Regions from separate parts of the Mus musculus genome. Here regions 2, 3, 4, 5 and 6 are each linked to region 1. Evidence: chromatin contacts called from public ChIA-PET, HiChIP or PLAC-seq and promoter capture Hi-C data. All regions are on one chromosome and are shown on one strand. The core of a region is the stretch at or near the end of the contact, and the rest is flanking DNA. Distances in the headings are between cores, read along the strand shown.

Region 1 (4,056 bases), core at 1,087-3,586:
GTTGATGGGAGCCATACCTATTCACTCCACCACTTACAGCTCAGTAAAGGGCTTGCTTTGTTGGTGTGAAGACCTGAATTCCATCCCGAAAATGTATATGAAGTGTTGGACATGGTGGTGTGTTTGTGACCGCAGCCCTGGGGAAGTAGAGTCAAAGAGACCCTGGATCTTGCTTCCAGGAGATTCTAGACTACTAGGGGTGCTAGAAGCTAGAGTGGGAGAAGCCTAGTAGACTCTGGAGTCACTGGGGTCCCAGTCCCCCCAGCCACTGTTCCACTAGCATGGCAACATTCTTCCAGCACCACCAGCTGCTGAGTGGTTGGAAGCCATCATTGACAGGTGACATCCTGGGGATTGGGGACACCAGGTAAACAAGAGTAAGTGTGTGGGCATGCTAGCTGTCAGAATGATCGGGAACAAAATCAGACCCACCCACATAGGGGACAAGAACACCACTGAGAAGAGAAAGGAAACATCACTCCGTCTGAGAACTGGCTGGGGCCTGTTTGGCTGAAATATGACAGACTGCCAGATTGTAGCCTGCTAGTTAGCTCTGAAGGTTCCCCATCTTTGACAAGATGATACCTCTCATCTTCTGCAGATGAAACTCTTGCTTTTAAAGTAGTTAACTGTTCAGCTATTCCCTCCCACGGCATACAAGACTCAGAGCTCACAGTCTGAAAGGTTGGGGAAAGATGTTTGTGGCTCATTCATAAGAGTTTGTATTTTAAGTAGCTAGGAATGATTCCAGTTCCTTTAAAGCATGGATTTAAAAGGTATTTGCGAGATGATTATAAAGCAAACTGCTTGCCTTCTAGAGACAAGGTTCCCCGGCTAACCCACCCTGCTGAGCACACAGCACTCAGATTGTTTCTTTCCATAAGCCCACACGCCTCTAGGGACTGACACAGCTCATTTTACTTCTCAGCTGGTCTGTTCACCGTACAACAGAAGCTCTAATTGGTTGACTTTTTGCTCAAGTATTTGACTGACTCTGTGCTTTGACCTCAGTCTTTAAAACACATAAATTATGTGCATAGATGAGCAACCAACCACACTTCACCATCACCTGGGAACTTTCAGTAAAGATTTCAGGTCTAATATAGGTTGACCAAAAAGAAAATGACTAAAATTGCTTGCATTTGTATAGTTGTTACTTGATTGGATAAACTTATTTTTATTGTAATAATAATAATAACATAGGAAGAGGAGGAGGGGGAAGGGAGAGAGAGAGAGAGAGAGAGAGAGAGAGAGAGAGAGAGAGAGAGAGAGAGAGAGAGACTTGCTGTCAGGAAGCCCTGTCCTGAAAACCTAGGATTGAAAAAAAAACTTAAAAAAGTAACTGTGATAAAGAGCAAATTAAGAACTCTAGAAAAGCGTTAATAAAGTGGATGTGATGAAAACTCTGTGTCACATAATTGACAGGAACATCTCTGCTATATGCCTGTTGTCAGGGTATGAGCATGGCAAGCAGGTTTGGATACATACTCACCCCCATCCCCGACTATTGCTCTCCTTTGTAAATGCTTTGGATGATTTTTGCTAATCACGTTTATCCTATCTTATAAAATAAAGGTTTTAGTGAAACTTTGAGAGACAGATTCACTAGTAGTTGCAAGAAATAATTTAGAAAGCTCCCACATACTCTTTATTAAGGTCTGACAGTCAGCAGCACTAGAATATTTACGTTTCATTTGTAATGCAGAACACCTGCACTACTCTGTACACTCTCACCGCTCTGTATCAGAGGACTTTTTAAGGCTAGAGGTTGGTGCTCGCCTTTAATCCCAGCATTTAGGGAGCAGCAGCAAGCAAATCACTGAGTTCGAGGCCAGCTTGGTTTACAGAGAGAGCTCCAGGGCAGCCAAGGCTACACGGAGAAACCTTGTCCCAAAAAAGCCAAATAATAAAATTAAATAAGACAAAAATAAAATAAAATAGAAAAAGAATTTCTTTTCTAAATGTACTCGTTTCTTGCAGCCAAAGCCCCATATTTTTTTTTTTAAGCTAAAAGAACACACTTAAAAGCGAAGACTCAAAAGTTGCCTTTTAAAAAGAAAACTAAAAGCTACATTGAACACTTAAGTAGTAAGCAACTCTGCAACCCCAGAGGCACGGGAAGGGAACAGAAGCCTTCCCTGCTCCAGCTCCCACGCCAGGCCCCAACTTTTCCTTTCTGCCTACAGGCTGCCCAACCCAGACTGGTCCATCTGGTCTCAGTCCGGCCCTGCCCATCTCAGGCTCCTCCCCTACTGGACCTGCCCATTATTTCAGGCCGCGCCCCTCACCGCCCTGCCCATCTTCTCAAGCCCCGCCCAGGCTCGGCTCCTCCCTCGGGTCCCGCAGTCCTACCAGGGCCGCCAGGGGTCGTTGCATCTCCCCTGCACTTCCTCCGGTCCTTCCCACCCCACGCGGTTGTTGGCGCCAGACTCAAACAGGGAGGCCGCCTCGCGCAGCATGGTAAGAGCGAGGCTCCGACGCGCGCACCTCTGGGCTTCGGGGCCGCGGCAGCAGGGGTTGTGCCTGGCCAGGCCTTGTGAGGTTGGCCCCGCGCCCACTGCTGCGCCCGAGCCCTGATGGCGGCCTGCGCCGCCCTGGTTCCGAACCGGAGCGTTCTAGAACCGAATCCAGAAGCCCCGCAAGTTGGACCGATCCGCGGCTCCCGACCGAGAACCCCAGGGCGCACGCGCTGCGGAGTTGGCCACTGAAGTGTTCAGTGCCCTTCGGTTCTCCTGGAATTAGAACCCGGGGCCTTTTACTTGCTTGGCACGGCGCTCCCCTTTTTCAGCTGCACCCCACCACTGTACTTAGTATGCTAACAGGAGCCGCCCAGATCACTCCGCCTTTAGATCATGGCAGTGACACCCCCACCCCACCCCGCACCCCCGCCTTTAAGGGCAGGGTAGGACGCCCCACCCCCCACCCCAGCCTCCCCCACCCCCCACCCCACCCTGCTCTCTGCGGGCCAATCCTGGTTTACTACCAATCGCCGTTGTCTATTCGGACTTAATGACTCTCTGCCCTTTGGATCGTTTTTTTTTTTCAACTACCTTCAAAGTTTTGTGTCATTCTTTCCACTTTTGGCGACAGAGTATCAACGAGTCGCTAGAGTGACCCCAGATTTTAATATCTTAATTTAGTTAATTTTGGTCGTCACACAGGGTGGACAAGGATCAGGTCGTTGGGCATTTATTTGAAAAAAAAAAAATTGCCCAGCTGTAATTATAACTGATAACGGCTTCTTTGTGGTTAAACTAACAGACGGGCCACCTGGGCATGCAATGGCCCAAGGAGCCCAGGACCAGATTCAAAACAACAGTGTTACCAGTGTTTGGTGTTATCATGTTTCTCTTTGTAGAATTTAAGTACCCGACTAAAAGGAACTAGGAATTATTGATGTGCCGGCCTCACCCTCTTATTTAACCCTCTTTATAGGGCAGTTGCCTACTGCCAAAGGGATTTAATGGCTCTTAACTCTTCACGCAGGTATTGCTATTAGTTTTATATATGAGCAGGAAAAAGTTCACTGTTAGTCTGGTCAAAGTTAAACTTTTGACCTCTTTCCGAATGTGAATTACTATTTCGATTTGGCTTGCTTTGGCAGGTAAACAATTACAAACGTAGGCCTGTAATCCCCAGATGGCTTTGCGTCTCCTTCATAATCTGAAGGCATCTGTGTTTTACCACAAGGAAATACCCCTCCCCAGTTTTGAGGACTTTCTTTTCTTTTTCTTTTCTTTTTCTTTTCTTTTTTTTTTTTTTTTTTTTTTTTTGGTTTTTTCGAGACAGGGTTTCTCTGTATAGCTCTGGCTGTCCTGGAACTCACTCTGTAGACCAGGCTGGCTTTGAACTCAGATCCGCCTGCCTCTGCCTCCCTAGTGCTGGGATTAAAGGCGTGTGCCACCACCGCCTGGCGTTCTTTTTCTTTCTTGCTGAAGTCTCTAATGTCAGTATGATGTCCATTTTACATTAGTTGTTTTAAATCTGACCTTGGATGTTTCCAACTGTGATTAGTAAGAACTCCTAAAAGGCACAGGGATAAATCATGCTGGAAGT
Region 2 (4,056 bases), core at 774-3,273, 390 kb after region 1:
ATCTTGTAGGTTTTCACTAGTATGAAATCAAATTTTCACAGGGAAAAAGAAAAAAAAAAACCTTGTGACCCATAAAAGAAAAGTTATCTGATTTTTGAAAATATCAAGCAAACTTCGCAGGCGTCCAGGCTTATTTTGAAGGAGGAAAGTGAACTCTGGAGGAATACCCTGTGTCTATTTGGGTTGATGGCAGGAAGAAAAACAACAAAGGCAACCCCCACAAAACAACCCCAGCCCTACCCAACCAGAGAGAAACACTTCCAATCGGGAGGCTCGGAGTGTGTATGAAATGCTACCAACCTGTATTGGTTATTCTATTGTATATGTTGGGCAAATGTTTGAAAAATGCCAAACATTTGCAATAAATTAGAAACCTAACCAATAAGATGATTGCAGACTCATGGTGCCTGCCAGGAAAGATTGCTAAACAACTTTGTATTTTCTTTAACTAATGATGTCTGCAGGAAAAAAATTAGCGATTGAAAGGGAGATGCGGCTGCAGCCAGAGAGGGGTAAGGAAGCCCCCTTTTCTATCTCCGGGGCCCAAATCAGCTCAGACACATTGTATACTTTTTCCTTTCAGGAAAAGTATCAAGAGTGCATGAGGTTTTCATTGCTTTGATGGTTTTTGCCTATGAACTTCCCTCTGTTTTCTAAAAACTTGAGGGAACTCTTCTGCATGATTTTTTCCCCAGCTAATTAAAACCACTCCTAAGATAAAAGCAGATAGTGACAGAGAGATGAGTCCTGTTGATTGCCTTTAGCCTCTCTCCCCCAAACACCTGGGGAGTTAAAACCAATAGTCAGGGTTCCACTCGCTCCCAGACAGTCTTCGTTTTTTTATCTCCAAACCTACATTGGCGAAGGACAAAAAAACAATCTCAAAAGGTGATCAACGTGTATCGTTTGTTTTTATCCAGTGGGACAAGAACGTGCAGAGAGAGGCTGAGCCTGGGTGCTCATCACTAGGACCCAATCATGGTAAATGCTTTCAGAAGCGGGGACGCAGAGCAAGAATCTTAAAAAAAGGCTTGCCACTTTTGTTTGGCTTTCTTAACTACCTAAGAGGAACTGTTAGAACCAAGGAGGAATCTTGGCGCATGGGTGGATATCTCTAACTCCGTATGGCAACAGATTAGGGCAAGGAGAGCTGCCATATCCAAGGTTGGGACCTCCAGCCTGGACAAACTAGGATGTGGAGTGGTGGCTGCGGGGTGTCCCCCACCCCACCCACCCCACTCCCCAGGTCCTAGCACCTCAGGCTTCTTGGGAGTGGGTGGATCGAATAGGGAAGGCTTACCTTCCTCTGTGGCCGGCAGGAGGTGGTCGCTACTAGCGAGGGGGATGCAGAGGTCGTTGTCCTGCGGGAAACGGTCGCACTCCAGCATGTCTGGCCAGGGGAAGCCGAAGGCGGACATGACCGGGGCGCAGCGGTCCTTCACCTGCACGCAGAGCGAGTGACACGGCTGGATGGTCTCATCTAGGTCGTCGAGACAGACAGGGGCGAAGAGCGAGCACAGGAACTTCTTGGTGTCCGGGTGGCACTGCTTCATGACCAGCGGAATCCAGGCGCCCGCCTGCTCCAGCACCTCCTTCATGGTCTCGTGGCCCAGCAGGTTGGGCAGCCGCATGTTCTGGTACTCGATGCCGTGGCACAGCTGCAGGTTGGCGGGGATGGGCTTGCAGTTGCTGCGCTTGTAGGAGAAGTCGGGCTGGCCGAAGAGGAAGAGCCCACGCGCCGAGCCCAGGCAGCAGTGCGAGGCGAGGACTAGCAGCAGCAGCGAGGCAGGGCCCCGCGGCATCGTGGACTAGCGACCCCCGGGGGGCGGAGGGAGCCGAGCGGGGGAAGCGAGAGGCGGCCGGAGCTCGAGCTCGTCCGGGACTCCCTCGCTCTGCTCGTGGGGGCTCTGGACAGCGGGCGGCGCGAACGCGCGAAGCCGGGCGCCGGGAGGTCGGCGCGGGCAAGGCACTGCAAGCCCGCGCGCAGCTCCGGGGGGCTCCGACCCGGGGGAGCAGAGTGAGCAGAGGCTGGGGCCCAGCCAGAGTTTTCTTGGCCTTTTTTATGCAAATCTGGAGGTGGAGGAGGGGGAGCAAGGGAGGAGCCAAACCGGAGTAATCCGAGGAGGCCGGTCACTACTTTCTGGGGCTGGCTGCGTTGAGAATGCCCCTCACGCGCTCGCTGGCAGGAAATTCGGGCTGCGCCCCCACCCCGAGGCAGCAGCCCCTGCGCGCGCGCTCTGGTGATTGCCTTGCAAGCAGACAAGCGCGGGCCACCCTGTCCCAGGGAGAGCGAGGGGAGAGCGAGGAGGAGGCAACGAAAGTCGAGGACACGCGTGGAGCCGGGCTAGCTGCCTTGCAGTCGGATCAGGGCTGGAACGCGTTTCACGCCCCGCGTGGCCTGCGCCCGTATCGATGTGCAGCAGCCTTTAAGTCTCAGCACTGCGTCCCTGTCCCCGAGTAACCATAAACCAGCAGTACTAGACTCTTTGTGGCCTGGGCTTTTTCCTCCCGGTTCTCCAGCCCAAGTTGAGCAGACTGGCTTGAGCAATGTGATTCCACAGCCTCACGACACATTCTGACTTATAAAATGGAATTGCAGCCATGCACGGAGTTGCTATTTTGCTGGGGTGTCTATAGGATTTTGTCACTGTGGAGGACTTGTCAGAGGCATCACGAATTTGCCCGCCATTTCTCCTCTTTGGAGGAGAAAATTTGACCTCTGAAGAGATGTCTATGCTTGAAGGCTGCACGGGCTCTAATACATAGGGGTTCAGGATTACCTCAGTATAGGCCACCAAAGCAATAAATGGGGCTTATGAGTACCAAGGTCAGAAGGTGGGCAGGAACGGGCAGAGACCTCTGTGGTCACAAGAGTTAGTCATGTCCTCAGCATAGTTGGCCCATTCATCCCCTAACAACCAGGGACGCCATCCTGGTCACCCATCCTGGTCACGCCATCCTGGTCACCCATCGGGCCATCCTCTGCTCTGTAGAACAGGGAACCTAATGTTAGGGTAAGTGGATTGTAAGGTGCCAGGCGGGGAAAGGAGTACAGAGAGACAGTTTGGACGTGCGCAGGGGGTGGGTTAAGGGGGGGGGTGTCTCTTCCCCAAACCTTCCCTTGTCTTAAGAGTCAGCCTCTCTTTAAGTGGGACCTTGCAAGTCCTGGGTAGTGACTTCCCCTCTTTGCCCCCCCCCCCCCCAACAATCCTCTTTCAAGTGTAAGGTGGACACATTGTTGCTGCTTCCTGGATTTAACAGCTGGGTTGGATGTTTGCTGCCTGATTTACATTTTCCATCCATCTGGATGGTGAGCTCAGGATTTAGGGGGTCAGCACATTTTGTGGTCCCGCAGTTTATGAGAGTTTAAGGAGTGACGAGAGGACGATAAAATGCTATTTCCTACCCACTTCTGGCCATAGTCGAAGCAGGTAAACACCCAGAGGGAGCCCGCAATGGGAGTCTTTAAAAGTCCAGCTCCATCTTTCCTGCTCTGCTGAAGGCCTGCCTGAGTGGAGCCGTTTCCATCCAATTGGCTCTAGACCTTCCCGTGTCTAGCTGAAGCAGCCAGAGGCTTAGACTTTCTCCCCAGGTAAAAACTAGTTTGAAAATAAACCACACAAATACAAAAAAGTTAAACCAAACAGCTACACAGGCTGAACGCTGAAATGGAATTCTAGTATTCTCAGGTATTCACTACTCGTGGCCCCAAAGTACATCCATGGGGTCACCTCCCGCCTGCCGATCCCCTGAGTGGAAGATCAAGAAGCCCACCACCAATTCGTCTAGTTTGAGTCACTCGCTTTTGTGTTTCGGAGTGCAGCGGGCTGCCCATGCGCCTGGCGCACTACCGCGGGCCTAGGCATTGTTTGGGGAGCCTGCGTCTGTCTCGCTCGCCAGGAGGGGTCGCCCGAAGTCTTACGGGAGTCTCCAGTAACACCGGGCTCAAGCTCTCGCTTCTGCCCGCTTGCTTGCCCGGGTCGTCAGAAACATAGCTTGTTGTCGCAGACCGTTCCAACATCAGTACCACTCGGCCTGGACTCAAGCTCAAGCTCC
Region 3 (4,056 bases), core at 457-2,956, 370 kb after region 1:
GTGCTTAAGTCATGCCTGCCTCCAAGTGTACTTTTGAGGCTATGCAAGTTGCCACATCCTGTAGCTACATGTGGAGAGCTACAGTTTTCACTAAAGTAGAACATGTCAATGCTGGAGACATCTACCCAGGTCTTCTTACCTTCAAACCTCCTCTTCTCAGAAACTTCTCTTTGTTCTTACCATTTCCCCTTCTTTTCTGAGAACTGCTCTCTCTCTTTCTCATATATGTATATTGGAATCCAGAATCTCATACATGCCAGACAGGTGCTCTTCAGAACTTAATCCCCTTCTTATAAGACAGCTTGTTGTCCTAACTGCACCAGACAAAATTCTTGAAAGAAAAAGTTATGACCTCTCTTTCTGCATAAGTGGTTCTTGCCTTTAAAAATTGTTTGAAATCGCTTGTGAGATTTGAGAAGTTTCACATGTACAAAAGGTATTTAAATTGGCTCACTAGACTACAGGGCCGGTGGTTGGTGTTTGCCTGAGAAGGAGGACTGGGAGCTGAGGCCCTAGGTCATGCTGTTTGAGCCTATTTTTCATTTGGTCAGTGAATTATTCACCTAACAAGTCTATACTGAGGACTTGCCATTTGCTAGACTCAGTTCTGGATACTAGGAAGCCAGCAGCCAACAAATATGACCAGGAGCCAGCTCTTTTGAACCTTTGATGCTGATGGAGGTTCTCAGACAATGCACAACCAGACATGCTAAAGGTGATTAGGGGGAAAGAGAACAGGCTGAGGTTTAGAGCTGTGGGGAATTATCATATATAACCTTGTCAGGCCGGGCATTGGTTTTAATCCCAGCACTTGGGAGGCAGAGATAGGCAGATTTCTGAGTTCGAGGCCAGTCTGGTCTACAGAGTGAGTTCCAGGACAGCTAGGACTATACAGAGAAACCCTGTCTCGAGAAAAATAAACAAACAAACAAACAAACAAACAACCTTATCAGTAGCTACTCCAGTCTTTCTTTATGTCCCCAGCTCTGTGAAGTCTAACTGAAAGCAGCAATCAGTTCTCTAAGACCAGCTCAAAGGAACACCCTCCTGCCACGCTCCCAGCTTCTCCTGCTCTTTTCCTTACATCAGGAGCAGTCTTTTGTGGCCAGTCTTCCACTTTCAGTGGGATACTTTTGTCCTTATTTTAAGGATTCAGGCTCCAGAAGAAAAGCCAGTCTCTGATAGTTTCAATATCTCGCCTGTACATATAGTTCTAGTGTGGGCCAGCGCAGAAGAACTGTCCCATGAGCAAACACAAAGATTAGACTGAATTTTCAGTTCCCACCAATAGGAGGCAAGAACTAGCCCGGAGAAACTTCAAGTATCAGCATCATCAACTCCCTGGAGGTAGGCCCCACCACATAGGTTTGAATCCGAACCTTGGGGCAGAGCCCAGCAAGTAACCCTTTAAGGTGACATCTAGTGACTCAGAGCACTCTTAGATTGATTACCTCAAGGCGGAAGGAGAAGGTGGAAGTACAGTGCCTCGCCTCTCTTTTACCCTGAGCCAGTGGGAACTGGTGGGAACAGATAGGGAACAGCCTGGGAGAGAGGATGAAGAGAAGGAAGAAAGCCCGGAGAGAAGGAGGAACGAGAAAGGGGCCATTTCCCAGAAGGTCCGGAGACCCTGCCTCCGTCCGGGGCCGGCTTACATCCCTGTGGGCGGAGTCTTGGAGAACAGACCGCGTCTCGCGCTTGCGGGGCCACATCCTCAGGACTCGTGCGGGGTCCCTGGCTCTCACCCCGCGGGTACCTGCTCGAGCTGCGGGGCTACCTCCAGCACGGCCGCCGCTTTGAGCTCCGCCATGATCGTCGCCGCGTCGGATCCCCGCCGGGAGAGTGTAGCAGAGTCCGCGTTGGAGCCGAGCTGACAGTGGCCGGGCGGGTGGCCTGGCTGTGGCTGCAGTGGTACCTCCTCCGGAGCCCAGGTCACCATGCACTGCGCACCTCCCTAGCGTAGTGAGGGACTCCTCAGTGTGGCATGGGCACGTTCTGCGGGTCCTCCTACATGATGAAAGGTCCTGCGTCCCACCACGCCCTGTACTCTCTGCTGGAACCAGAGGTGACTGGGCTGGAGGAGGGTCCGGAACAGGTAGGAAGAGGGGTGGGGAGTTCAGAACCAATGGATCGGAGTGGGCAAGGGGGCAGTGGTGGGGAAGAGGGAGGGTAAAGGAAGAGTAAAGGGAGAGGGAGAACGGTGTGCTGAGGATAAGGCAAGGGAGGAGGGCGACCAGAGGGCATGAGAAAGGAAGAAGGGCGGAGGAGGGAAGAGAGGAAGAGGAAGGAGAGGAGGAAAGAGTAAGAGGAGGACAGGGACAGCAAGGTAGAAGAGTAGGAGAGGAGGAGGGAAAAAAGGTAGGAAGAGAGGAGGAGAGCACAGAAGAAAGGAAGGGAAGAGGAGGAAGGAAGAGGAGATGAGCAGAAGACTGGAAGAAGCTGAGGGAAGGGGTTGATAGACAGAAGGAAGGAGGGGGAGGCAGAAAGAGGTTTCCTTTTTAGCTCTCTGGTAGAGGGGGTCCATTAGGAGAACAGAGTCTGGTTGGCAGCCCACACGATGAGCTTGGAGCTTTCTTGTTTCCCGGGTCCACTGTTCCTCCACCTTCAGTACTTTCAAAGATAACAAAGCTGAGAAGTCCCGCAGGGAAGAGTATGCAGAACTTTATGGTCCTCAGGGTGGTGCTCCAGGACCTGTAGGGTCTCTTGGGAGACCACTCACAACGTACCTTTGCCCTCTACCTTCAGAGGGCACCTCTCTCCTAACATCAAGTGTAGATTTACTCAAGCATACAATGAAGAAACACCCAGTCAATCATCCAGCCTATAGGATGTGCCTTTACGTCATCACCCACAAGATGTTACTACCGTAGATCAAATGACCAGCTAGATGGTCACATCTCTGCAATCAGGAAACTTACTTCCTAGCAGAGGATAGGGACAGACGCAGGTTCAAGGACCACTTGTGAGGATCAGTGTGCATGCCGGGAGCTTGGCTCTATCAGAAAGGCTACAACAGCTCTCCACTTCTGGACCCTCCCTGAGGTGCTCTGGTACAGGAGATGTTGGCCAGGACATGAGAATTTCTATTTGTAACAGGGTTCCTGGTGATGCTGCCGCTGTTGACTATCTCCAGAGATCTCCCTGGCACGATCAGGGACAGTGCTCTAGCTGGAGGGAAAGAGGATGTGAAGGCCTGGAAATTGTGAATGGAAGTAACCAAAACCAAAACCTTAGCTAACACAGAATGCTTGCGGTGTGCCAGGTGTTACAGCAGGTTGTTCATATTCAACCCCCACCCCCACAGGCATATTCTTGCCGTCTCCATGGAACTAAAGCATGACGGTTCAGAGGCTTGGAAAAGTGGCTGCGGGTATTCCTCGATGGTGCTGCCCTGGCCTATCGTGCCAAGCAAACCCTTGGATTCCATTCCCAGGACTGGGGAAAAGGTTTCTCAACACTTTAAAGCTGGTAGGTTGTACAGTAGGAATTTGAAGCCCCAGAGGCCTGAATCTATTGCCTTGGCTCTTAACCACTCCAGACCATGGTTGTGAAAGTCTAGGTAAGTCATATCAGGCAGCGTGGATCAGGGCCTCAGGAGAATGGAAAGTTATTTCTAGTGTGGAGTGAGGACATCACTACACTTGTCTCTTGGCTCCAAGGAGCCTTCAGGGTGCCTGTCGGGGATATGTGTCAGAGGGGGAGGGTGGAAAGATTCAGGCAAAACCGGGAAGTTCAGGTGCTAGGCTCTGCAAGGCTTGACTAATCTTCAGTGATGAGGCCCTGGCCTGCGGCTGGTGCAGTCTAGCATTTATTTACTTAGGTGTTGCTGTTACTGAGACTGAGTAAGGCAGATTTGGAGGAGCTGGGATTCTTTGAGCAGATGACATCCTTGCTTTAGCTCCTGGCTTGCCTTCCGGGGCAAAGGTCAGGATTATTTATCCCGTGTAGCATGTGCTCACATTTATCTGGATTTTCCCAAGTCAGTCAAGTAAATAAGACAGTAAGACATTTCCAGATGAAAATAGGAATTTTCTTTTCCTATAAAGTTCTGGCCAATTA
Region 4 (4,056 bases), core at 679-3,178, 360 kb before region 1:
TTCTCCTCGGGGTGTCCGGTTGAGCCTTAGTCATACCCAGCCTTGCTTGCTAAGCAATAGGGAAATGGAGGCACTCTCAGTCCTAGCGTCCTTGTCCTCCCAACCAGACACTCTGGAATCTGACCTGATGTGAGCCTGTAACTTGCTATTGGTGCATCCCACTGTGAGCATCACCCTGCTTCCGCTGCACCAGCTCTTGATTTTCACTTACCCAGGTTCAAACTGCCATTAAATGTTTTCACATTTGACCTTATACATAAATATTCCCCTTTATCTTGGTGGTTTATAATACAGATTTCTAAATGTACTATTTTATATGTATATCCCTCTCATGATTTTGTTAGGTAAACAAAATGTATAGTAATAACTAACTTTAAATATCTAAGAATATTCTTTAAAAAGTACCACATCCATAATAACTTTTCAACTTTTGATTCCACGTGCATTTTCCCCTGTGTCCTGACATTGATGCTTATTGTCAGCCTCATTTTCTGGTAGTGTTCTCTGAACACTTGGAATGCTGCCTTTATGTTACATTTCCATAGCATGGTTGAAGATGGTGCCAAGTCTTAGCTTGTAGGAGTAGAACACAACATTTGACCTCTTACCCTAACTAATGGCAGTGCTTGTGAGAACTCGGAAAGCATGTATCTTACCATTTTGTAGTTGGATACTTATTCTTAGGTCTGTATAGCCTATGCTTTATACAGGTCAAAACTCAGGTATGTGGAAAACTTAATTTTTGATTTTTATTACAAGGAGAAGTGCTTCTGTTCTGTGCTGTTTGTAATTTCCAGTTTAATATTAACGTGGCATTGTTACTGGCTTAGAAATAAAGATCACGGTAACAGCTCAGACTATCTGGTAGGAAGTGGGAGGGTCCTGGTTTGCAGATTATTTAGGCTAAAGGCCTACTTTTTATTTGAATTATTTATTAACATAAAATCAGGTGGTGAAAAACAGAACTGGAAGCAGTCTACTTAAAGACTTAGCTCACTGACATTGGAAGTGTTCTTGTAGAGCTCCCCTCAGCAGCATCTGCAGTAATGATCTGTCTGCTTAAATCTTTTCTCTCACATTGTGTTTTTCATGGATTCTACTGCTGTGTGGATCTTTGCTAAATTTGTCTATCATAATCTATCTATAATCTGTTTTTTGTTTTGCTTTTTAGTTTTTCCAGTTTTTAGGAGTCTAGAAGATTCAAAGATAAGAATTCTTTGACTTGTTTGCCTCCTGGGTGCTAGGGCTGCAGGCAGGTGCCACCGTGCACAGCTCAGTAGAGAAAACACTTATATTTGATTTACCGAGGAGTAAAGTAGCTCTGCAGAGATTGGGTGGCTTGCTTACCTGTCATTTCAAATGTTCATTTGGCTTCCTGTCTTTTAATCTGAAATTTGGGCTGCAAGTGTAGTTCAGAGGTAGTGTATTGCCTAGCACAACTAAACAATAATAATGTAATTTTTAAACCCATAAAATTTTCATGTTTCATGAAAAACAGTTTTTACATATTATATGAGAACCTCAGAGGATAATGTGGTATCAGGTCTCGGGATATATGGTATACTGGCTTTTTCGGAACCTTTGGATAGTTACTTAAAGGAAACTTTCAGACAGCCTCGTTTGTGTGCCTGACAAACTGGCAATGATGTCATCCCATAAGCATCCTTTTTCATTCAAATTATACTAGCATATTCTCTAAGTTTACCTTGGGGCTTGATCTCTGCTTATCAATTCTCTGAGGGCTTGGTTAATAGTGATACTTGGACATTGGCTTCTTAAGGGACAATATTGAAGAAGAGTCCAAACTTCAAAGTTTTAAGTAGCAGTTTCTTTTTTGTTTGACAAATTTACTGCCTTTTAGGGCAAGGGTCATCCATATGACCAGCATTAGAAGTGGTAATTAAGGCGGATGCTGGGTGGTCTGTTAACCCCATCTGCATTGTGTACAAGTCCTTCCTGGCCTCCTCTAACAGCCCGGTCAGTGTTTCTCCACAGCAGCACCAACAAGGCAGACAATTGCAACCTTTTCAGATTCGGACACCTGTTCTCCTGAGAGTACAAGCTCAGGCTGGCGATCTTGAGGTGAAAGTTGTGCCTGGAAGGCTGAGTGCCCATCCCTGGGTGGCACTGAGTGCTTTTAGAGAAGCTTTGCTGGGAAGTTCTGCTTTTCCCTTTTACAAAATGAGTGTCAAAGCTAAGGAGTGTGAGGTCACTATTGGAACTTTTTATCTATCTCAGCCAGCGCTGCTATCTTAAGAAATGCCTCGCTCATGACATCCTACCAGCTTTAGTTTGCTTCTACTTTTTTGTTTGTAGCTTGCTTTTAGCTCTTCCTTTTTTAATACTAAGCATTCTAAAGGTTTTGATTATTGCCCAATGTCATATAATACACATGGGTATGAAGTTTTATAGTAATTATTGTTCCTATTCATAAATGAAAAATGGAAACACAAAAAATGCAATGCAAACTGAAGACAGGAAAGCGAGTGAAAGGTAGTTTAGCCTCTAAACCCATGGGTTTAACTAACTTGTTGCCAAATTTAAGTTTGTCCTACCCCATTGGCTCTTTATGCCTGTCTAAATCCTTACTGCCTTTGTTCTAGTTCTGAGACGTCTTATTCCCCTTAGTCTTGAGACTGGCACATTTTTTTAGTCTACCCAGTCCATCTCCCTGCTATACCATTAGAGGGCCAGCTCTTTATCCTAAACAAATGAAGTCAGGGCAAATCACAGCTCTTCAGTGGCTTTTTACTGCTTATTCTTGCTGGCTTACCTCCGAACTGTTTATCAGGAACTGTGGGTGTTACAGGAAATATTAAAGAAGATTTGCATGCTTACTGCACTACTGCGGGCCACTCTCTTTCCCAGCGAGGTCCCGCCGGGCTACTCTCTGCCCACCAACTATCCGGCAGGGTCAGAGCTCCCATGTTCCCTTTGCTGGTTCTCCAGCCCCACCCAACGACCTTCCACCCTGCAATCAGCCACTACAACACCCAGCAACATGGTAGAAACAAAACTATAGAAGTTTATAATTAACAAGTCAGATTTATATATCAATAAATTCTCAATTCACAAGTTACCAATACAATAAATTCAGGACCAATTGATAATGATAAAAGCTGCCCACCTAGATTAGACAAATTATCCCAGTTATTCAGACCTTTATGCTGTCATAACTACCTGTGGCTATTTAAAGCCACGCTGCTTCAGGTTCTTCTTCCTGTCCCTCCAACTCCATCTTGGCTTTTTCTCTCTCCTCACTCTTCTGTCTCTGCAACTCTTAGCTCCACCTCCCTTTTCCCCGTCCAATCACAGGCCTCCTGCTGAAGTAATATTTTAATGTAATTGGACAGGGAAAAATCCTGCCTCTCGGGAGGCTGCCTACTATTCTAATTGAAATGTCTTCCAGTACTGGACATTAATTTTGGATTGTAATACACTGAATTAATTCTCATCTGTCTATGCCCGTGCCCACACTTTTCTCTTTTGGAGGCATTCTACCAATTTTATTGCCTAATATACTCTTTTACCATCCTTCAAATTTTAATTGTGTCATATTTTTGTTCTTAGAAACACTTTCTTAAATGTCCAGTCACTCCCTGTCTATAATAATAGTTTGCATTATGCCGTTTTGTTGCAATTGGGTCCTCACAAGCATATTGAGGATGAACTCAGCTCACTGGAAACACAGAAGATGCCAGCGTGGGTCACCATTCAGTGAGCGAATCAGTGGTCCTCGTCAGCCCAGAAAGATCTAGTTTGTTAAATTTAGTACAGGTTAAAAATAAGCAGGGCTTGGATGCCAGGCACAGGCCACACACCTTTATTCCAGTATCCAGGAGGCAGAACAAACAGGTATCTGACTTTGAGGCCGGCCTGGTTTTTAGAGTGAGTTTAGGACAGTGAAAGCTACACAGGGAAACCTTGTCTCGAGAAAAGTAAAAAGTAAAATCTTAAAAAATCTTGGGAAACAGAAGCTGGCCAATATCTGTGAGTTCAAGGCCAGCCTGGGCTTCAGAGTGAATTCCAAAACATCCAGGGCTATATAGAGACAGT
Region 5 (4,056 bases), core at 396-2,895, 340 kb after region 1:
GGTGTCTCTAAAGAAGGCCAGAGAAGGTGGTAAGGTCTTTCTGCTGAGAGGTACTTGAGCCATCAGTTACTCTGATCTGTCTGTGATGAGCAGTTTACATCGTTGCAAAAGCAACTAGTTCAACGTGGAGGTTTATGTTACAAAACTAATGCTGTTAGGAATGTGAACAAGGATTTAGAGGCTCCTCCTGGCCAAGCCTCAGCCCCAGATAGCAACATACAATAGGTTCCTTGGACTCCACACATAATCAGGATCTTTCTTAGGCTAAGGTCTATACAGGAGATGTTCCTGGCTAACAGCATCTTGAACTGCAAGGCCACTCTATGCCAAGTGACATGCCTTTGGAGACAGAACTTGGTAGACTGTCATCTGTGGCTAGGCACCACGGGCCTTGGTGAACTTTCTTGACAGTTCTTCCATGACTGCCTCATTTGGTAAAGTGACAGTGATGGGGCTAGTTCCTAACACTGACCTGAAAGATATGTACGTGTGTGAATATATATATTCTACATGTACATATTATATATACAATGCATTCATGTTGAAAAGACTGGGCACAAAAAAAAAAAGAAAAGACTGGGCACACTAAGTCCCCAACATACTGCATCAGTGTCACAAATAGATTATCCCTACGCTCATCTCCCTGCGTATTGGGCTACACATACTTCTGGGAACAGTAGAACCTGGAGCTTCTGGGCTGCTTGAATTTACTTCAGGCAAGAGACTGTGTTCCTGCCTCAGAACAGCCTCCATATGAAAATATTACCCTACCATCATTTCTCAGCATGTAAATATCCAATTAATGCCATTTTGCAGTGTGCTGTGTTAAAACCAAATCCATTTCAGCATGCGCAGCTGTTAATCTTTAGCAAAGAGCAAAAGTAAAGGTTCAGCAAATAATTGCTTTAAGATAAACCGTGTGGTTTATCATTGGTAAATGTTGGATTCACACATGTGTTTTATATACCTGTATACCTGGAGGTCACAGAAGAAGTTTTGGGGTGAAAACATTTAAGAAACTCTGCTTCGGAACACGGTGGGAACCTTGACTTTGGGCAGCACTTGAGGTATATGGAGTCTGGAGCAGGCAGGAGTTGAAAGGGATTGCTGTGGGCACAGACATAGATAGCCTGGTATCTTGGACACCTGAGCTATCTGGGTCACAAAAGCTAGCAAAGCCAATTTGAGTAACTCCTGTAGTGAAGTATCTGCACTGGGTGAGCTGACTTGCTTAGGAGCCTGCACTGAGCTAGGAGAATTCATTATACAGTGGGAAAGTAAAATGCCCTCCTTGCCAGGGAACTACTTGCTCCAAGTACAAGTGCCAAGCACATTTGGATTCTGCAACCCAAAACACTTTGACAAATCTTAAATAGCATTTGGTAGTCAGGAGAGAGGTGGCCATGTTTTCACTTTTTACTGACTTTAAAAAGCTTTCTAAGACCTCTGGCATGTCTAAATAGTCTCCTGACATTGCTCCCAAGGGCTTCCAAATTGGCAATTAAGTTAACTATCTGCAAACCTGGCAGTCATGTAGCTGATTTTTTTGTTTTGGTTTGGGTTTTTTTGAGACAGGCTTATCTGAAACTCACTATGTATTCCAGGCTGGCCTAAAACTCATAAACTTCCTCAAAAGAAAATGTATGTTATAGTTACCATCATGTTTATTTAAACATTTCTCACTCTATATGTCCCCTCTTCCAAGCTAAAAAGGAAAACTTCTTGTTTTATCTTTCTTAGTATTTAACAGGGGGAAGCAAATCCACACAGAGAGAAATATCATGACTATGTATCCCTGAAGCCTATGATTTTGTTTTCTCCAACAGGGTAAATTTTCACCACTGTCTCACAAACAGTGAACACTACACACTCTCTCCTGTCCTTACTGGAGGGGCTGCTCAGTGAGGACGTGCACCCCACTCACAGATGAAGGGACAAAGAGCTCATCTGAGGCCATATAAGCCTGGAGGATCCCAGGGAATTGTGTAAACCCCAAGAGGATGGTGGCTGCCCCTCGATGTTAAAACCCCACTTGTTAGACACGCTTCCGCGTTTTTCTGATGTGTTAGGTATGGTCAGGTCAGATCGTAAACCTTCAGTCCTTGCGGGCTTTAAAGTGCTTTTGACCCAACTTACAGGAGAATAAAACAAAACGCTGAGCTAAAAATAATCATGCAAACAGTGCTCTAGAGATTTAAAGAAGAAGTAGTTTCACTTCCTTTTGTTCCTGCCTCTGCCAACTGAAGTCTGCAGCTATGAACTCTACAGGAGACAAGTCAGTCCCCATTGCACAGGATATGTGGATTGATGCTGTGATAGCCAGGGTCTACATGTTTTTACTGCAAAGGTTTAAAAAAAAAGGATTAGGGGATGCCTAGAAACCTGTAGACACTCCACGAATGAGGGAAATTCCATATATTCCTTAATGTTTACAAGAAAGAGATAAAGCTAGGCGTGCTAGTGCAAGCCTGCAGATTATTTTCAGCATCACTTACCTATGTAGGTATTTGGTTCTATCATTTAAAATACTAGGAAAGATACAAATATTAATTCCAACTTTGGGAGAGGCTGAGGCAGGAGGATTGTGAGTTTGGGGCCATATATTGTGAATTCTTATTTTAAAATAAAACAAGAACAATAACAAATGAACAAAACCCAAGACCAACCCAATAAAAACTTCAGCCTAAATTAAAGATGAACTAAACATGACCACGAGGAGTGACTGGAATACACACCTTGGTGTTTGCCCTGAGAGCAGTCTCCAGGAAGCTCTGAAGAGGGTGTAACTTGTAACCATGGAGAACATTCCCCACGTAGACAGAAACCACCACCAGTAGAGCGTTATAGTGAAGTACAAAGGGTCAACCCACATCTGCAGCAAGGCCACCAGTTATCAGAGAAATAAACACAGTCTCCTTCAGTGATGGGGACCTCGAATGGCGCCCCAGTTTGCTGTATGATGCTGAACTAGATAAACTTCAGTCCTGGGACCTCCATCACTCACTAAATGCTTCACACACACTCTTTCTGGTGGAGAGCAACCTCACCACCATGTCTATTCCATAACAATGGCTTACCTACCAGCTGTGAGTTAATTCTACAGATGAGAAAATTGGTAGTTGTCTAAAAGATCACATGGGGCTACCCCAGAACGCCCAAGCCTGGTCCTTTCACCTGACTGCTTCAGAGGAAGCCGTGTAGGGCCTCAATAGTGAAGTGCATTGGACATACAAGTATCACTATAGTTGTGAAACTGGGAGCATTGAATCTGGGCTGTCTCCCTATCCTGCAGGGTGACCTAGATTTCAAACATAACCTAGAGAAGAAAGCACTCTGAAAATCACACTGTGTTACACGGAGCCCAGGGGCTGCTGTTACTAACACATGCCCCCATGAAAGGCCTTAGAGGATCGTCAGTCAGTGAATCAGCAGCTTCTGGGATGCCTACCTGGGTAACAGTGAGTTTTCCCGCTCAGCTCTCCTGCCTCTATCACGTCCTCTCCTGTTCCCCTTCCTCTTTCTCCTCTTCAGCTACTTGTGCCCCTTTCCAGAGAGCATGGTGTAGGGACCCCACTCTTTCCTTGTTCTCTGTGTCTGTACCACTGACCAGAGTCCAAGTGGCCTCCAGGAGGTACATTTAATCTGGCTGGGTCCAACCCACACTACTGGGGGTCCGGACAGACTGAGCTGATGGGCTGTAAGTCAATGGTTGTTAGGGTTGTTTTTTCAACAGTTGTACTTTAAGAGCAGACCTATCAGCAAGCCACTATTCTTCCTTCCTTCCTTCCTTCCTTCCTTCCTTCCTTCCTTCCTTCCTTCCTTCCTTCCTCCCTCCCTCCCTCCCTCCCTCCCTCCCCTCCCTCTCTCTTCCTTCCTCCTTCCCTTCCTTCCTTTTTAAAGATTAATTATTTTTCATTTTTTTATTTATTCACTTTACATCCTGCTCACTGCCCTCCTCCCTAGACACCTTCTCACAGTCCTTTCCTCAATCTTCACCTCCCCTGGGAGTCCCCCTTCCTCCCCCCAACATCATGTCTCTGTAGGGCTAGGTGCATC
Region 6 (4,056 bases), core at 998-3,497, 290 kb after region 1:
AACAAAGCAAAGATCAACAAAGACATGAGACTAACAAGTGTGTTTAGCTATACAAACAAGCCAAGCTCAGCCTCCTTCACTGTCCTTTGAGACCTTTTATAACTCTCTCCAAATGTCACATGTCCCCACAGGTCTTGTTTCAACACTGTACATTTGTCTCAACTGTCATCATTCTGCCAATCAGCCTGAGTCCTCGGAAGTGACAAGAAGTCACAACATACCACCAGCAGTTTTTTGGTATGCTGTAGGGTTATGAATATCCTGCATCTACTCTGCCACAGGGCTCGGTCACTTGGGGAGGCGAGACGTTGGAAGTTACCCCATGCTGGGGTGGGTGTCCGGCTATGGGAAGCCTAGGGACACTGCTCCGGAGGTGGGGGAGCTCACTCTGAGGTCCCGAGGACGGCAGGAGCTGGCTCGGGGTCCCGGCCTGCACAGAGGTTGGGGCCATCTGATTCTCAGGCTCTTGGGCACCCAGGCGCTGCTGAGAGCCACAGAAGAGCTGAAAATGGGAGTGGGGCCTGGGGTCGAAGGGGAAAGTGGGGAAAGCTCTAGCTGGATCTCTTGGGGAAGAGAGTCCTTGGCTTGTTTGGGGGAGTGGGGCTTGGCTTGGTGTGGCCGTGGCTGGGAGCACTGAGAGGCCTTCTCTGGGAGAATAGACAACAATGGCTTTATAGGTGAAGGCCTTGGCCATGGCTCCCCTACAGCGGATCCCGAAGAAAAGAGGCAGTTCATAGTTTTAAGGCATTTATTGTCATGGTGGAAATTAGATAAATAAAACCATACCCCACTTCTCAGGGCGGGCCTGAGGTTAAATACCTTTTGTAGGGAGGAGTGTCTGGGAAGGAGAGCTCAATTGGCTAAGCCCTTCAGGCCTTTAGGTACCTCATTAAAATGGAGATCTGTCTTGAGGCTATGTGACCACAGGTCAGGTCCTCTCCCCGTGTAGGGGCTTGGGGCGTTGCCCATAAGTGACTGATGGCCACAAATCTATGGAGAGCTGCGGCCTCATGTCAGGAGGGAGCGTGGCAAAATGCCTGCCGTCCTTCAGGACCACTAGGGTTTCCAGCCTCTGCTCGACCAGAAACCAGGCTGCCTTTCACAGCCCTACAGTTCGCTTCTCTCTATGGAGTCCTGCCAAATGGAGCTCAACTACATAGTGTAAGGTGAGCCAATACCTGTATTGTTCACACACACACACACACACACACACACACACACACACACACACACAAAGAGTCTTTTATTACGTGTCCTTTCATGTGCTTTCTTTAACAGAATATCCTTTCACGTGTGTCTACTTCAGTGAAATGTTCCTGAGACTGCCTTATTCTTTCATCCCTGCCTATTTCAGTCAAACATTCCTTCAGGTGTCTACTTTAACAAAAACATCCTTTCACCTGTATCCACTTTAGGAAAACACTGGTTCACATGTTTGCCCCAACAAAACACTTAAGTTTCTACTTCAATGCGATCTACTTCTGTCCTGGTAGGAGACAGTCTCTACCAAAGCCACTTGCTAGATGAACACTGCTAAGCAGGCAGTCCAAACAATGGTCACTAAAGCTGTCACAAATCAGGCCTATTATTGTGCAGCTATGGAAACAGCTAACCACAAGGGGAGTTGAGATGTGTTCTTGTTTTAAGTGGGCTTCTTGTCCAAGACTTAGGTTTCAGCAGCTGCAATATTGGGAATAATAGAATATAGTGGAGAGTGTTTGCTTACCCACACATTCAGGAGACTGTTTAGGGTGTATCTTCAAAGAACATCTAAGACACTTAAATATAACCACAGCTATGTGCCTTCTACCAGAATCAGCAAAGTCCAGAGACACTGCCTAAAGGGAAGCCCTGAAAGAACTGGTCTCTCTCTCTGACACACACACACACACACACACACACACACACACACACACACACACACACGGGACTGGTTCCTTCGGTATGAATTACTCAGTTCATCTCCCTCTCTATTTTGTGAGCTTCTCAAGGGCAGAGAGAACCCTGTCTTCCCTCTGGTCACCCCCACTGGCTGGCTAAGGCAGGCTCCTAAGAGGGTACACAAACTCTTGCTTGTGACAAGCACTCACTCAGCACCTCTCTGGTACCCAGTGGTTGTCCTAGCACTCCTCTGCAGCAAAACCTTTCTGAACCAGCCTGAGGGGAGGGGCCTGGTGTGAGGCCAGGCATGGGGAGGGCTCAATCAGAGGAAATATAGATGTCACAGCTTGCCACTTTCATTTCCTAAAACTGAAACTTGTCTAAAGGGACTTATGCAACAGTGGAATTTCAGCTCAGTCACTCACTGGAGCCCAGGGGCTGGGGTGGAGCCAGTCCTAGAATAACTCTGGATGCCTCTAGACTTGTTATGAAGTTTCTGAGGGAGAGCCAGCTCGTTCTCAGCTGACTCCAGTTGGTCCTTGTCCTTGGAAAACTGTGGAAATCCCCTGCTTCTCCCTACGCGAGGGCTGGGCTCCTCATATCTGAGAGGAAAGTTGTCATTTGCTGTTGACCTGGGCAGTCCTGGCCTGGAGCCTTCCCTTAACAGAAACATCATTGGGTTTTCCTCAGAGAAACTGGCCATGCACTTGGTGGAATAAAACAGCTTGAACTGATTCATATAAAATGTAAATGACTGAGAGTCTGATTATAATCACATTCCTTTTTGTTGTTTGTTTTGTTTTGTTTTGTTTTGGGACAGGGTTTCACGCAGCCTAGGGGGGCTCCAAACTTCAGATCTCCCTGTCGTCATCTCCCAAGTTTGGGATTCCGTGTGTGAGCTAACAGACACAGCCAAGTCAGTACTTTCAAGGATACAATTCCGTGAGCAACCATAGGCTCCTTAGTTCTTCCCTCAAGTAATAGCTGTTAGTGGAGTCTGTTTTCTCAAGAGTTGAATGATGGGAGAATCCTGGCCCACTGTTTGGTCTGCACCATAGATGCCCTCAGCGAAGGAGCAGTGGAAAATTAACTGTGGAGGGTGGAGAAGAAGGGAGGGAGAGGAAAGGGGAAAGGGAAGAGAGGGAAAAGAGGGGAGAGAGGGGAGAGGAAAGAGAGGGGAGAGGGGAGAGAGATTGTTCCCTGATAATTTTCCTGCAATCAGTTTGTATTCTTTATTTTCTTAGAAACAAATGCTTTTTAGGAAAGGTGAGTCACAGTTAGTTAATCTAGCTATCTTTATGCATTCACAGTTTTTTTTCCCTGTAGTTGTTATCTTTTGCCAACATAGCTTTGGAGCACTGTAATTTAGTGAGTCCAGATATTCCTCTGCAGTGGACCTACAATTCTATTTCTTAGCTCATTCAACCCATAACTGTGTAATTTCTGCCATCCTATTATTTATTATTATTATTACTCTCCTGCCTTGTGTTTCTGCATGCATATGGGCAGGCAGCTTCATTTTTCCACTTTATTTTCTATAACATAAATGTATTGTTTGGCTGTTCTTAACAGTCCAACTTGTATCTAGCACTTATGAACACCAGGCACCATTTGTGCCCTGTGCACACACTTCCTTACAAACATTTACAAACATTTTACAGCCAGGATAACTTGATTCAGATTTCACAGCCAGCAAGGTAGCTCAGAGACTATGTCTCAGCACCCTTTAAGTAGCCAGACGCTTCTCCAAATCACTTTGGAATATTATTTTTTTCTTTTCTTTTTTTTAATTAGATATTTTCTTTATATACATTTTAAGTGCTATCCCGAAAGTTTCCTATACCCTCCTTCTACCCTGCTCCCCTACCCACCCACTCCCGCTTCTTGGCCCTGGCATTCCCCTGTACTGTGGCATATAAAGTTTGCAATACCAAGGGGCCTCTCTTCCCAGTGATGGCCGACTAGGCCATCTTCTGCTACATATGCAGCTAGAGACACGAGCTCTGAGGGTACTGGTTAGTTCATATTGTTGTTCCACCTATAGGGTTGCTGACCCCTTCAGCTTGGAATATTATTTTTTATGTCAGAGATATGGTGTCCTGGGGGGCTACTTTACCAAATGAAGCCCAGGCAGGGCTTCAGCCCTTTGGTACCCAGGAAGTGCTCAGGGTTGGT

What was found. Promoter capture Hi-C pulls out the DNA fragments that hold promoters and counts their contacts. ChIA-PET counts read pairs in DNA pulled down with a chosen protein or histone mark. HiChIP or PLAC-seq counts read pairs in DNA pulled down with a chosen protein or histone mark.
Region 2: an H3K27ac HiChIP or PLAC-seq map of embryonic stem cells shows a contact between it and region 1, with 8 times the contacts expected there. The contact joins the promoter of Sfrp2 here to the promoter of Mnd1 in region 1. A contact is called at or near these places in 9 of 39 promoter capture datasets (the 3T3-L1 cell line, the C10 cell line, the HPC-7 cell line and 6 more), 1 of 15 datasets of contacts at CTCF or cohesin (embryonic stem cells), 1 of 484 Hi-C or Micro-C datasets (embryonic stem cells), 4 of 115 datasets of contacts at active chromatin or transcription factors (all in embryonic stem cells) and 1 of 9 other capture datasets (embryonic stem cells).
Region 3: an RNA polymerase II ChIA-PET map of memory CD8 T cells shows a contact between it and region 1, with 38 read pairs. The contact joins the enhancer-like site here to the promoter of Mnd1 in region 1. A contact is called at or near these places in 15 of 39 promoter capture datasets (the 3T3-L1 cell line, the C10 cell line, cranial neural crest and 8 more), 1 of 15 datasets of contacts at CTCF or cohesin (embryonic stem cells), 14 of 484 Hi-C or Micro-C datasets (B cells, the Ba/F3 cell line, the G1E-ER4 cell line and 5 more), 13 of 115 datasets of contacts at active chromatin or transcription factors (the NIH/3T3 cell line, bone marrow-derived macrophages, embryonic stem cells and 4 more) and 3 of 9 other capture datasets (adipose tissue, liver and macrophages).
Region 4: an H3K4me3 HiChIP or PLAC-seq map of bone marrow-derived macrophages shows a contact between it and region 1, with 5 times the contacts expected there. The contact joins the enhancer-like site here to the promoter of Mnd1 in region 1. A contact is called at or near these places in 13 of 39 promoter capture datasets (the 3T3-L1 cell line, the C10 cell line, cranial neural crest and 8 more), 1 of 484 Hi-C or Micro-C datasets (nephron progenitors), 1 of 115 datasets of contacts at active chromatin or transcription factors (bone marrow-derived macrophages) and 1 of 9 other capture datasets (adipose tissue).
Region 5: a promoter capture Hi-C map of pre-B cells shows a contact between it and region 1. The contact joins the enhancer-like site here to the promoter of Mnd1 in region 1. A contact is called at or near these places in 8 of 39 promoter capture datasets (the C10 cell line, HPC-7-derived erythroid cells, cranial neural crest and 4 more), 1 of 15 datasets of contacts at CTCF or cohesin (embryonic stem cells), 1 of 484 Hi-C or Micro-C datasets (embryonic stem cells), 8 of 115 datasets of contacts at active chromatin or transcription factors (the NIH/3T3 cell line, bone marrow-derived macrophages, embryonic stem cells and 3 more) and 2 of 9 other capture datasets (liver and macrophages).
Region 6: a contact with region 1 is called in an RNA polymerase II ChIA-PET map of memory CD8 T cells, with 9 read pairs. The contact joins the enhancer-like site here to the promoter of Mnd1 in region 1. A contact is called at or near these places in 5 of 39 promoter capture datasets (the 3T3-L1 cell line, the C10 cell line, embryonic stem cells and 2 more), 8 of 115 datasets of contacts at active chromatin or transcription factors (bone marrow-derived macrophages, embryonic stem cells, large pre-B cells and 2 more) and 4 of 9 other capture datasets (adipose tissue, embryonic stem cells, liver and 1 more).

The regions. Positions count from the first base shown.
Region 1 is chr3:84,154,066-84,158,121 of GRCm38.p6, reverse strand. It overlaps Mnd1 (meiotic nuclear divisions 1), which reads left to right and starts at 2,336. Exons shown (of 8, transcript NM_029797.3): 1 at 2,336-2,460. The coding sequence starts at 2,458.
Region 2 is chr3:83,764,288-83,768,343 of GRCm38.p6, reverse strand. It overlaps Sfrp2 (secreted frizzled-related protein 2), which reads right to left and starts at 2,023. Exons shown (of 3, transcript NM_009144.2): 1 at 1,301-2,023. The coding sequence starts at 1,802.
Region 3 is chr3:83,787,606-83,791,661 of GRCm38.p6, reverse strand. It overlaps the pseudogene Gm7115. Among named protein-coding and RNA genes, the nearest start is that of Sfrp2, 23 kb to the right of the region's middle. Within about 2 kb of position 1,706, at least 133 of the 459 cell types and tissues checked have an H3K27ac peak or open chromatin away from gene starts, as enhancers often do. A contact at or near this core is called in the N1E-115 cell line, adipose tissue, embryonic stem cells and 4 more, where this site is marked.
Region 4 is chr3:84,511,158-84,515,213 of GRCm38.p6, reverse strand. All of the region lies in intron 7 of Arfip1 (ADP-ribosylation factor interacting protein 1), which reads left to right. Among named protein-coding and RNA genes, the nearest start is that of Fhdc1, 34 kb to the right of the region's middle. Within about 2 kb of position 1,928, at least 7 of the 459 cell types and tissues checked have an H3K27ac peak or open chromatin away from gene starts, as enhancers often do. A contact at or near this core is called in bone marrow-derived macrophages, where this site is marked.
Region 5 is chr3:83,810,305-83,814,360 of GRCm38.p6, reverse strand. It overlaps the pseudogene Gm7115. Among named protein-coding and RNA genes, the nearest start is that of Tlr2, 29 kb to the left of the region's middle. Within about 2 kb of position 1,645, at least 59 of the 459 cell types and tissues checked have an H3K27ac peak or open chromatin away from gene starts, as enhancers often do. A contact at or near this core is called in bone marrow-derived macrophages, hematopoietic stem and progenitor cells, microglia and 1 more, where this site is marked.
Region 6 is chr3:83,861,347-83,865,402 of GRCm38.p6, reverse strand. No RefSeq gene overlaps it. Among named protein-coding and RNA genes, the nearest start is that of Tlr2, 22 kb to the right of the region's middle. Within about 2 kb of position 2,247, at least 223 of the 459 cell types and tissues checked have an H3K27ac peak or open chromatin away from gene starts, as enhancers often do. A contact at or near this core is called in adipose tissue, bone marrow-derived macrophages, liver and 3 more, where this site is marked.